2 separate regions of the Rattus norvegicus genome follow, and region 2 is linked to region 1. A link is a contact called in public Hi-C data. All regions are on one chromosome and are shown on one strand. The core of a region is the stretch at or near the end of the contact, and the rest is flanking DNA. Distances in the headings are between cores, read along the strand shown.

The links. Hi-C and Micro-C count contacts between places; a contact is called where the count stands out from the background.
Region 2: a Hi-C map of Schwann cells shows a contact between it and region 1, with 5 times the contacts expected there. The contact joins two enhancer-like sites. A contact is called at or near these places in 11 of 12 Hi-C or Micro-C datasets (the A7r5 cell line, the Rat2 cell line, Schwann cells and 6 more).

The regions. Positions count from the first base shown.
Region 1 is chr4:87,454,958-87,460,031 of GRCr8, forward strand. It overlaps Fkbp9 (FKBP prolyl isomerase 9), which reads left to right. Exons shown (of 10, transcript NM_001007646.1): 2 at 885-1,030; 3 at 1,803-1,992; 4 at 2,600-2,745. Among named protein-coding and RNA genes, the nearest start is that of Fkbp9, 21 kb to the left of the region's middle. Within about 2 kb of position 3,449, at least 6 of the 93 cell types and tissues checked have an H3K27ac peak or open chromatin away from gene starts, as enhancers often do. A contact at or near this core is called in Schwann cells, where this site is marked.
Region 2 is chr4:87,513,610-87,518,123 of GRCr8, forward strand. All of the region lies in intron 1 of Nt5c3a (5'-nucleotidase, cytosolic IIIA), which reads right to left. Among named protein-coding and RNA genes, the nearest start is that of Nt5c3a, 19 kb to the right of the region's middle. Within about 2 kb of position 1,297, at least 44 of the 93 cell types and tissues checked have an H3K27ac peak or open chromatin away from gene starts, as enhancers often do. A contact at or near this core is called in Schwann cells, where this site is marked.

The sequences.
Region 1 (5,074 bases), core at 2,199-4,698:
GACATACTTCTGCAAGATAATCTGATTTAGACAATTCTTCAACCAAGTCTTTCCTTTCAGATGACCCTATGCTGTGTCAAGTCAACAATTAACCTAGGACAGCACCTAACCTACCAAGTATCATAGGTCAGACACGCTACAATATGCTGCAACCCACCAATCAGCTGTTTACCATTATGACCACATATGCTTATAGCTTCATGGGAAGAGGTTATTGTAGTGTGGCAAGCATTTTTAAAAAACCTTTTTATTGGTTCTTTGTTAATTTCACATCATGCACCCCAATTCCACTCACCTCTCCCATGCACTCTCTCCACCCTTGCAACCTTATCCTCAATAACAGGAAAAAAAATCTCATAGTGGAAACTATAGTGTGTCATGGTGTGTCCCAAGTATACCCTTTGTCCATACTTCTTTGCTTGCAAATGCTCATATCAGTGAGTCATTGGTCTGGTACGAGGCCTCTGGCTTCTGCTACACTATCAATACTGGAACCTCATTAGGATTCCTCTTGGATATGGATGTCCTGTTGTTGCCCTGTGCCATGGAGATCCTATAGTTTTGGATCTGTAGGACCAGTCCCTTTATGCCCTCCAGCAGTTCATCCATGGGGGTTGGGAGATGTTAGGGAGAACTAATTCAAAGCCCTGGATCTGGGCCTGAGCTGATCAGTCCAGTGGCAAGCAATTTTAGGGGGATTTGTTGACAATATTCAAGTTAATATAAAAACTTCAGCCCCGCAGGTACTGTCCAGTAATGACAAATCCTGGGTCAGTAACTCCTTGCCAGGCCTTTTTCTTTGCTGCTGTGACCGTCACGAAACTGTTTTCACTGTGGTAATAGCTGCTTTTATTTCTCTTTCTCTCTTCCTTCTGGATTGCCAGCTATGACAGGGACTCTACGTTCAGTGTGTTTGTGGGAAAAGGCCAGCTGATCGCAGGGATGGACCAAGCTCTTGTTGGGATGTGTGTAAACGAGAGGCGTTTTGTGACGATTCCCCCAAACCTCGCCTATGGAAGTGAAGGAGTTTGTAAGTCTTCGTTCTGTTATTTATAGACACATTCACATACCCTTCAGTCAACCTGACTGGAGAATTTGAAATCTTTAATAGGAGAAAAAGAAAGGCCCAACACCCCTAGCTAGCACTTCTAGTATAGGTTTATCTCTTAGAGAGGGAAGAAAGTGCTGACACAGAAGAAGCTAACGCACTCTTGAGAAGAGTTTTTCTCTCTCTTTAACTTTATTTGGAGGAACAATCAGCCCTTTGGAATTGTGCATCTGTGATGGGTTTGAATTCTTTTGGCTTCTGTTCTCATGGCAGTAGTCAATTGACTTCTTCCTTGTGGGATGTGAACAAATGTTTATTTAACCCACTTAGGTCATTGATAGTAGACCAAAGATCCCACCTAAGCCCAGCCTGGTGAACTAGGGAGTTCGTTGGAGTAACTTACAGGAGCTTGGTTGAGGGGTTACTTCCGGGCAGCAGCTGGATCACTGAAAAAAACATTGTAGAAGGGGTGGGGTCAGATAAAAGCTGCATCTCCGAAGCTCCCTGTACGACTTGGAGGCAGCTCCTTAGGACACAGTTCCTCTCCCTAACCACCACTTAGATTTTACAACTTTCGGGAGAAACCTAGTATATCTTTTTCTGTTAGCTTCTCCAGTCTGCTATACCCACTTCCTCCCTCCTGGGGGGAGCCGTTCAACAAGGAGAAAATAGCTATTCAACAGCTGCTTTCTAGGGAACCTCGGAGTCGCCAGAAGATGGCAGTCTCTCAGTGTGAATGCACTTCAATTTCCAGCTGGTGTGATCCCTCCAAACTCAGTTCTTCACTTTGATGTACTCTTGGTGGACATTTGGAATTCTGAAGACCAGGTTCAGATTCAGACGTATTTCAAGCCCCCCAGTTGCCCTCGGACTATCCAAGTATCTGATTTTGTGAGGTACCACTACAATGGAACATTCTTGGATGGGACGCTGTTTGATTCCAGGTAAGTGCCACGGTTGGTGCCAGTGTGTGAAATGCCCTTGGTTCCTTCTGTCCTGTCTTCTTTATGTGATCACTAGGAAACGAGAAAATGTATTCTACCAAACTATACTTTGTACCAAATCCTTCCTCATATAATCGTGGTTAGTGTTAGATACTCTGTGGTGCCAGGGTCAAACTAAAACACCTTAGAAAAAATTAAAGATTTCATTTAAATGATTAAATGATTAAACCATTGTTGGAGATCTCCTGTGAAGTGAAGGGACATGTTTCCAGGGAAGCTCATGGGTGTTTGAGTCATTTATGTGGTTTGTCTATGGGAAGGGAAGAGGAGAACTATAGAGAGGCCTGAGGCTAGGAGAAAAACTAGGGAACGCTCTGAGATTTTCTGTAATGGCAGAGTGCTCAGTGAGCAAGAGAGCCGTTGGCTGCTGGTATCAATAGGAGGTCTCATTTCTTCCTAACCCGAAGGGAGCAAAAATGGGACACATGCCTACTCTGAGGGATGACTGTGGGCTTTGTGTTCACCTGAGATTTGGGAAACGAAAACCCCAAGGGGTGAGTTAGGAACGGTATGCAGCTTACTTCCTTCCTCTTTGACGTTTTTTCAGCCACAATCGCATGAAAACCTATGACACCTATGTGGGGATTGGATGGCTGATTCCTGGAATGGACAAAGGGCTGCTGGGCATGTGTGTTGGGGAGAAGCGCATCATCACCATACCTCCTTTTCTGGCCTATGGGGAGGAGGGAGATGGTAAGTCCCTCTTCCTCAGAGCTTTATCTTTATGTTTACTTTCATTGATGAGAGTACGTGTGTGTGCTTGTTTCTCTGTACATGTACCACATGATGTATTGGGCATGGAGGCCAGGAGAGGGCTTCAGATCCCCGGTAGGTGGAGAGTCCGGCTGTTGAGAGCTGCTCTGTGTGGGTGCTGGGAACCCTACCTGAGTCTTCTGCCAGAGCAGTTAGTGCTCTTAACTCCTGGGCCATCTCTGAGCCACGTCTCTAGCCTCATTGTCCTTACTTCTGTCTGTAGCAATCATTTCGTCTGTGTCCACTGAAACATACCCTGCCTTTTGCTCTAGGCCAACACTACAACTATGGTAGCCACCGGCTACCATATTCTGGTCACAGCCTCCCATCTCTGGTATGCGTGAGTCACACACCACTAAGGGCTCTGAGCTACTCCACAAATACCTTTTGTTTCCGTCATTACAGAGAGGTCTTTTGGACAGCGCTAGTCAGGGCGATCTTCTATCTAGAACTTGAATTTCTCATTTGCATTTGAACATCGGTGTTCATGGTAAGCACTGTGTCCCTCCCTGCTTTGCCAGCTGCAGCCCTGGGCACCAAGTTCTCTCACTTTCTTATCTGTAAGCAAGATTTGATGTAGACAGTTTAAGAAGCTGTAGACACCAAAGTAAAGGTTTAGTCACTGATGTCTGAATGGACGTATTCCCCAGCTTTTCCCCTTTGTTGGCTTTATGAGTGTATGTGTGTTTTACTTGGACAAACTGAGAGCATACCATTGGCTGTGGCGATTGTGGAGTTGGCGGAGTTCTTGCCTTGCATTCATGAAGCCCCAGGTTTGACCCCCAGCACATGGGGGTACATGCTTCTATTTTCAGTATCTGTGAGGTGAGAGCAGGAGGATTAGGAGTTCAAGGTCATCTTCAGCTACACAGTAAGTTGGAGCCCAGCTGGGACATGTAAGACCCTGTCTCGAAAGCAAAATAAAATAAAGTAATGTCCTATGAAGAGAAGTAGAGTGTTGACTGATAATTAATGCTTTTTATTTATTCAAACTAAATTTCCCACATCTCACATTTTTCACACATACTGACAATCGGATATAACAGAGACCTTTAGGCGTGTAAGTCATAGGGCATACACGGAATAAAGAATAGAAACTAGGGCAGGGTGTGGTGGCATCCACCTGTCATAGCAGTTGACAGACTGAGCCTTAGGATCATGAGTTCAAGGCCAGCCTGGTAATAAGAACCTATTTTAAAGAATCACAATAAAAAAGGATACAAGTGAAAACATGGCGCTCTTGAGGAAGTCAAATGGTACTCTAATTCACAATAATCAATGTACTGTTTTCCACACTGTTTTCTGCCTTTGTGGTGTGTAGGGCAAAGGAGAGGGGAGGCCAAGGGGATGAGGCTCAGCCTTTCCATGTTTTCTATTCCCAGGCTTGAGATCGGCAAACAGCTCTTAATGCTTGTACTTCTCTGTTGCTGCACCGTGACCAGCAGTAATGGATTGAAGGAAGGGTTTATACACAGATCAGGGAATAAGAGGTCATCATGGCAGTAAGCAGCAGGCATGGCACCATGAGTGAGGCGAGAGCGTACCTCTTCAAATGCATTTACAAAACACACAGAGGCAACTAGAGGTGTGAGGCCTTTAATCTCCAAGTCGGCCCTCCAGGGACAGACTACTCCAGCAAAGTCAGGCTTTACTGCCTAGACCTCCTGAACAGTGTTACCAGCTCGGGAGTGTCACCAACTTGGGAGGCTGTGTTCAAATGTCCGAGACTATGGGGGCCTTTCTCATTCAAACCTCGATAATGGGCTATTTTTACTTGTCGGTGCTTGTGATCTAACTTAGGGCCTTGTGCATGCAAAATGTGCTATCGTGCTGACTGCAAACCAGTCCTGCATACTATGTCTTCACAGTCAGCTGATGGAGTACCCTGCTAGAGAGAAATAGTTGGGAAATTACCACAAACGTGTCTTAACTTCTTGTCTCTGGAAGATATAAATTGTTCATTTTAAAATTTTTTTTATCCCATGGATTTATTTATTTATTCACGTTATATTCTGATTGCAGTCCCCCCTTCCTCCCAGTCCTCCCCTTACATGGCCCTTGCCCCATCCCCTCTGTTTCCCATCACCTGTGAGAAGAAGGATGTCTCTTCCAGGGTACCAACCCACCCTGGCACCTCAAGTCACTACAGGACTAGGTACATCCTCTCCTGTTGAGGCAACACAAGACAGACAGTCAGGAGGGGAGGATCCATAGTCAGGCAGTAGAGTCAGGGTACACGCCCACTCCAGTTGCTGGGCTACGTCACACA
Region 2 (4,514 bases), core at 47-2,546, 56 kb after region 1:
AATAAACAAAACTGAAACTGAACAACTGGAAGTGTGGGAGTAAACAGGGAAAAAAAATCAATTTAAAAGCCGTCTATTTCAGGATGGGCAATTTATGCCAATCTTCTTAAATTGGGTTTTGTGGATAAGTGTGAAAACAAAGAGCTTGTAAGCTCAGAATGTAATTCTCCAGTCTTCCACCCATATCGGTTCTAATACTAGTAGCATTTTTTCAAAACGTTAAACCAAGGCACATGGAAACTGCATTGCTGACCCCAAACATACTGAGTTCTTCCTGTCCTGTCCTTTCTCCTAGAGTAACAGCACAGGTAACGTGAGTATCCAGTAGAGCCAGGCAAGCTGCTTATACAACAGTCTGTTGCATGATTGGATTTTTAAAAGAAGCTATATGAATCTTGGAAAATTCAACTACTCAAGCACGATGCAGAGCCAGGCAAGGTGATAACCTGTAGGAAGCACTTAGTAGGTTACAGGTCAGCACACGATATAAGACCCTGTCTCGGAAAAAAAAATCTGACACAGCCACAGACAGTATTCTAGATTTTACTGTAATACATATGTTCTGTGTTTCAGGGATGTGTTTTTGGAGGTTCTGGGTATCTAACCGAGGCCCTATACATATTAGACAAATAGTCTACCACTGAACTACATCCCCAGTTCTTACATGTCTGAATCTTAACTTTCAATATGCAAGTTGTTACATTAGAAACCTAGCTTTCATCAATTCATAAAACATACCAGTATAAATGCAGTCTATAACATCCTGGGTAAGACTCACGGGCATGAATACTAATCTTTATTACTGGCAATAATGAACTCATGTGGCTTTGTCCAAAACCGAGTCACATAGCAAGTGAGTATGAGGCTCTTCTTCCGAGAGTACTTTACTTCTACCTAACACCCACGTGTCTAAACAAGGAGTCTCTAAAATCAGACCACATAAAATGTAGTTTTTGAGCAAGATAATCTGAAAGCTTTACACACTTAACACCTTTGCAAACTACAAATAATTTCACATTTCCCGATTAGCCTACTTATATTTCCTCCTCTATATTTTTAAATGGCTAGAGTTTCAATAAGCTAGAGAACCAAACCAGAACCACGGCAAGTTAAATAGAAGACACTTATGGCTTCTGGAACAGTGAGCACTTACTCTGAAGGTAACCGGACAAGCTATGTACGGCAGCAGCACCAGCAAAAGAAAATTCTTCCTGTCTGAGAAGCACTAATATAGCACAAGGTGCAAGGAGGGCGGTTCCCAAAGCCTTGACTAAGCCTTATGCAAACAGTCCTGTGACGCACGCACACAGAACAGGGCTTTATTATGCTATGGGTGACAGCCTTGCCGGCTCTCTCAGCTTGATACCATTTAGTTCACAGAACTTAACCAGCTGGGAAAGCATGCCGGCTAAGAGCGGGTAGCTAACTGCTCTGCAATCTAAGAAGGAACTCTGAGCGTAACTCTTAGACCACTCCTTTCCTGTTGCCGACTGCACTGCACTGTGATGTGTGCACACCTCTGGCGGATGCTCTACTTCAAGACAAAGTGAAAAGACGAAGTTTGGTTGCTGGAGCTGGGGAAGGCAGATAGGAAGCTGTTGTTGCTCAAATGGACAGAGTCCCAGTGTTTAAATGAGAACTGTTCTAAGAGTGGTGCGTGGTGGAAACGGGTGCACAATAATGTGTCACCAAACAGTAAGTAAAACACGACTAAAATGGTACCTCTTGCATTATGCATATTTTACTCCAGTGGGGCTGAAGGAGGCTTTTACATTTTCTTTATATTTTTCCGGCAGCTTTTGGTAAATTTGAGTAAAATCATGCCAAAAATTGAAGACCAGTATAAAACTGGAATGTGCAAGTATAACAGGGTCCATGTGGTCTCAGCCACTAAGAATCTGAGGCAGGAAGGTCACTTAGTCTATGTGGGCCAGTCTCGGTAACACAATATGAAAGTTTCTGCTGTTGTTGTTAAAAAGGAAGGTAATGCGATAAAAGTGTTTTTACTTAAAAACAGAACCAGTCTAGCATTTAAACTGAGCAGCTGGATGGCAGCATGTTAACACTGCACCAGGGCCTGCTAGATAAGGTAGAACTCAGGCTCCGGGAAACTTTATCATCAGGAACAAGGTTAAAGCTGTTCATATGTAAATAATTTTTTCTACTGGTGCTCTCTACTGTGTTCTGAATATCTAATGTCAGGCTACATTTTAGTAATTACTTTGTGAAGTAGCAAGTCCTTTTTTTCAGAGAAAGGATCTCAATAGATTGGTCAGGCTGGGCTCAAGTGATCTTCATGCCTCCACAGCCTCCTGAAGCAGGACCTGTAAACTACAAGCCCACATTACCATAGAGCTCTGGGAGAGCTCTCCTTGAGCAGGAGAGGGCGGTGGCAGAATACAAAGTCTCACTACACAGCACTGGCTATGTGTGTCTTCAAACTCAGAGACATGCCGCTTGCTGCTGCTGTTGCCATGACAACCACCACTACCACCAGCACCAGCACCAGCACCACCCCTCCCCTTGTGCTGGCTGGGTGTGTATATTCCCTTGTGTGGTGACAGAGGTGGAGGCTTGTGGAGGCCAGAGGCCATCTTCAGGTGTCTTTCTCAATTGCTCTCCTCTGTGATATGAAGACAGTCTCTCACTGAAGCCCACAGCTTGCCTATTCAGCTAGGTGAGCTATCCATCGTGACCTGGGCATCCCTTGTTACTGGGATTACAGGTAGGCCACCACACCTACTTGGCATTCACATGGGTGCTAGGAATCCTAATCCCAGTCTCATGTGGCGAATGCTTTATCCACTGAGCCATCTCTCCAGCCCCGGGCACTGCTATCTTATTATAATAAGATTTAATAAGGCTCATTAACAAAATATACCTTTAAGAGGAAGACCTATTATACCTAATTACTGATGGTAATTCAAAGATAGCAAACAAAAAATACTAATCTACCCTAAATTAGCTCTTTTAACAAAGGAATTTGGAGTTATACTTCCAGACCTTCTTAGAGAAATATTTAGAAATATTACCAAAAGCCATAGATAGAAACACTCCTTTGAAGTACCATTTAGTGTCTAGTAACTTACCCTATAGATATATGATTGTACACAAAGTTTGTACACATAACTGCAAACACAGAGACTGTAGATTTGCTTGTAATGCTAAGAAACTGTGGGCACCCATAATGACAACACCTAGTTATTTTTAACACAGGAGAGAGATGGGCATAGAGATGATGCATGGATGCATGGATGCCTGCAATCCAGCACCCGGGAGGCAGAGGCAGTGGGAATGGGAAAAGGTAGAGGCCAGCCTAGGCTAAATGAGATACTGTCTCAAAAGTAAACAAACAAAGAGCAGTAACAAAACATAAACCACATAAACCGACAAAGCAGAGGACAGGTGGGAAGGGGGCAAAGCTGGGTGGCAGTCTATTTAGCATGTACAGAGCTCTGGGCCCTACCCCAAGTACCACGAACACAGTATCAGAGAGATGAACGCACTGTGATACACCTGAGACACAGGTGCACGATTCTTAGAAAGGAATGGTGCTGTATGGAGTGGGCCAACCCTATAATCCCAGGGCTTGAGAGGAGGGAACACGAGGGCCACTGTCCCAGGCCAGGTGACACTATAATAAGAGCCTGTCTTAGAAACATTAAAACAAAATATTGTACGTGGCTAAACTTTACTAGCTTCTACTGTGGGTGTGCTCACTACACAGAATAAATGACGCCCTGCTTTAATTTCAAGAAGTAAAAAAATAAGTAACTAAAATGACATGCATAAATAAATAACTACATTTTACTAAGTTCTACGTATGTGGGGCGCTCCCCCTCACCCCAGCAGCCACGGCTCTACCATTTCCTAAGGGAGTTAAAGTATACAGCGGCTAAGTATACAGCAATGGATTCAGTATGAGAAGCACAGGGAGTAAAAAACAGGATACAGGACAGGATCCATGCACTAACCGCCTGCTTTATAGCCCGAGTGGGGAAAATAGTGTGTTTAAATGTGGCAGTCAGCGGTTCTGTCCAGAATCAGAAAAGCTGGAGAGAATCCCGGTCAGAAACATACCAAGACCTGAATTGGGAGCCAGGTGCTTCATAGCACATCCAGTTCTTCAAAGTGGAGGCAGAGGAGTTGCAGGTTCCAGACCACAAAGGCTACATAGCAAAATCTTGTCTAAAACATAAACATAAGAAACCCCTCCTCGAGGGATTTACCAAAGACTGGGCAATATTTGTTTAGGGCTTTTGCACTGTCAGTCCTGAAGCACACAAGTGCCCTCGACAGGCACTCTAATGCAATGAGGTTAGCTTGAGAGAACTCAATACACCTCCCCTCCGTGTGGTAAATATGGAATCTGGGGTAACTAAGCCATGTATCACGGTTATGCCATTTATGTACAGAAGCAGCTAGGTTGTTTTTAGATCATTTTGTGCCCCCACAGGCAGTCAATTACATACACAGGCTTACATGAGAGTGCTTGAGAAACAGACTCTAAGAAT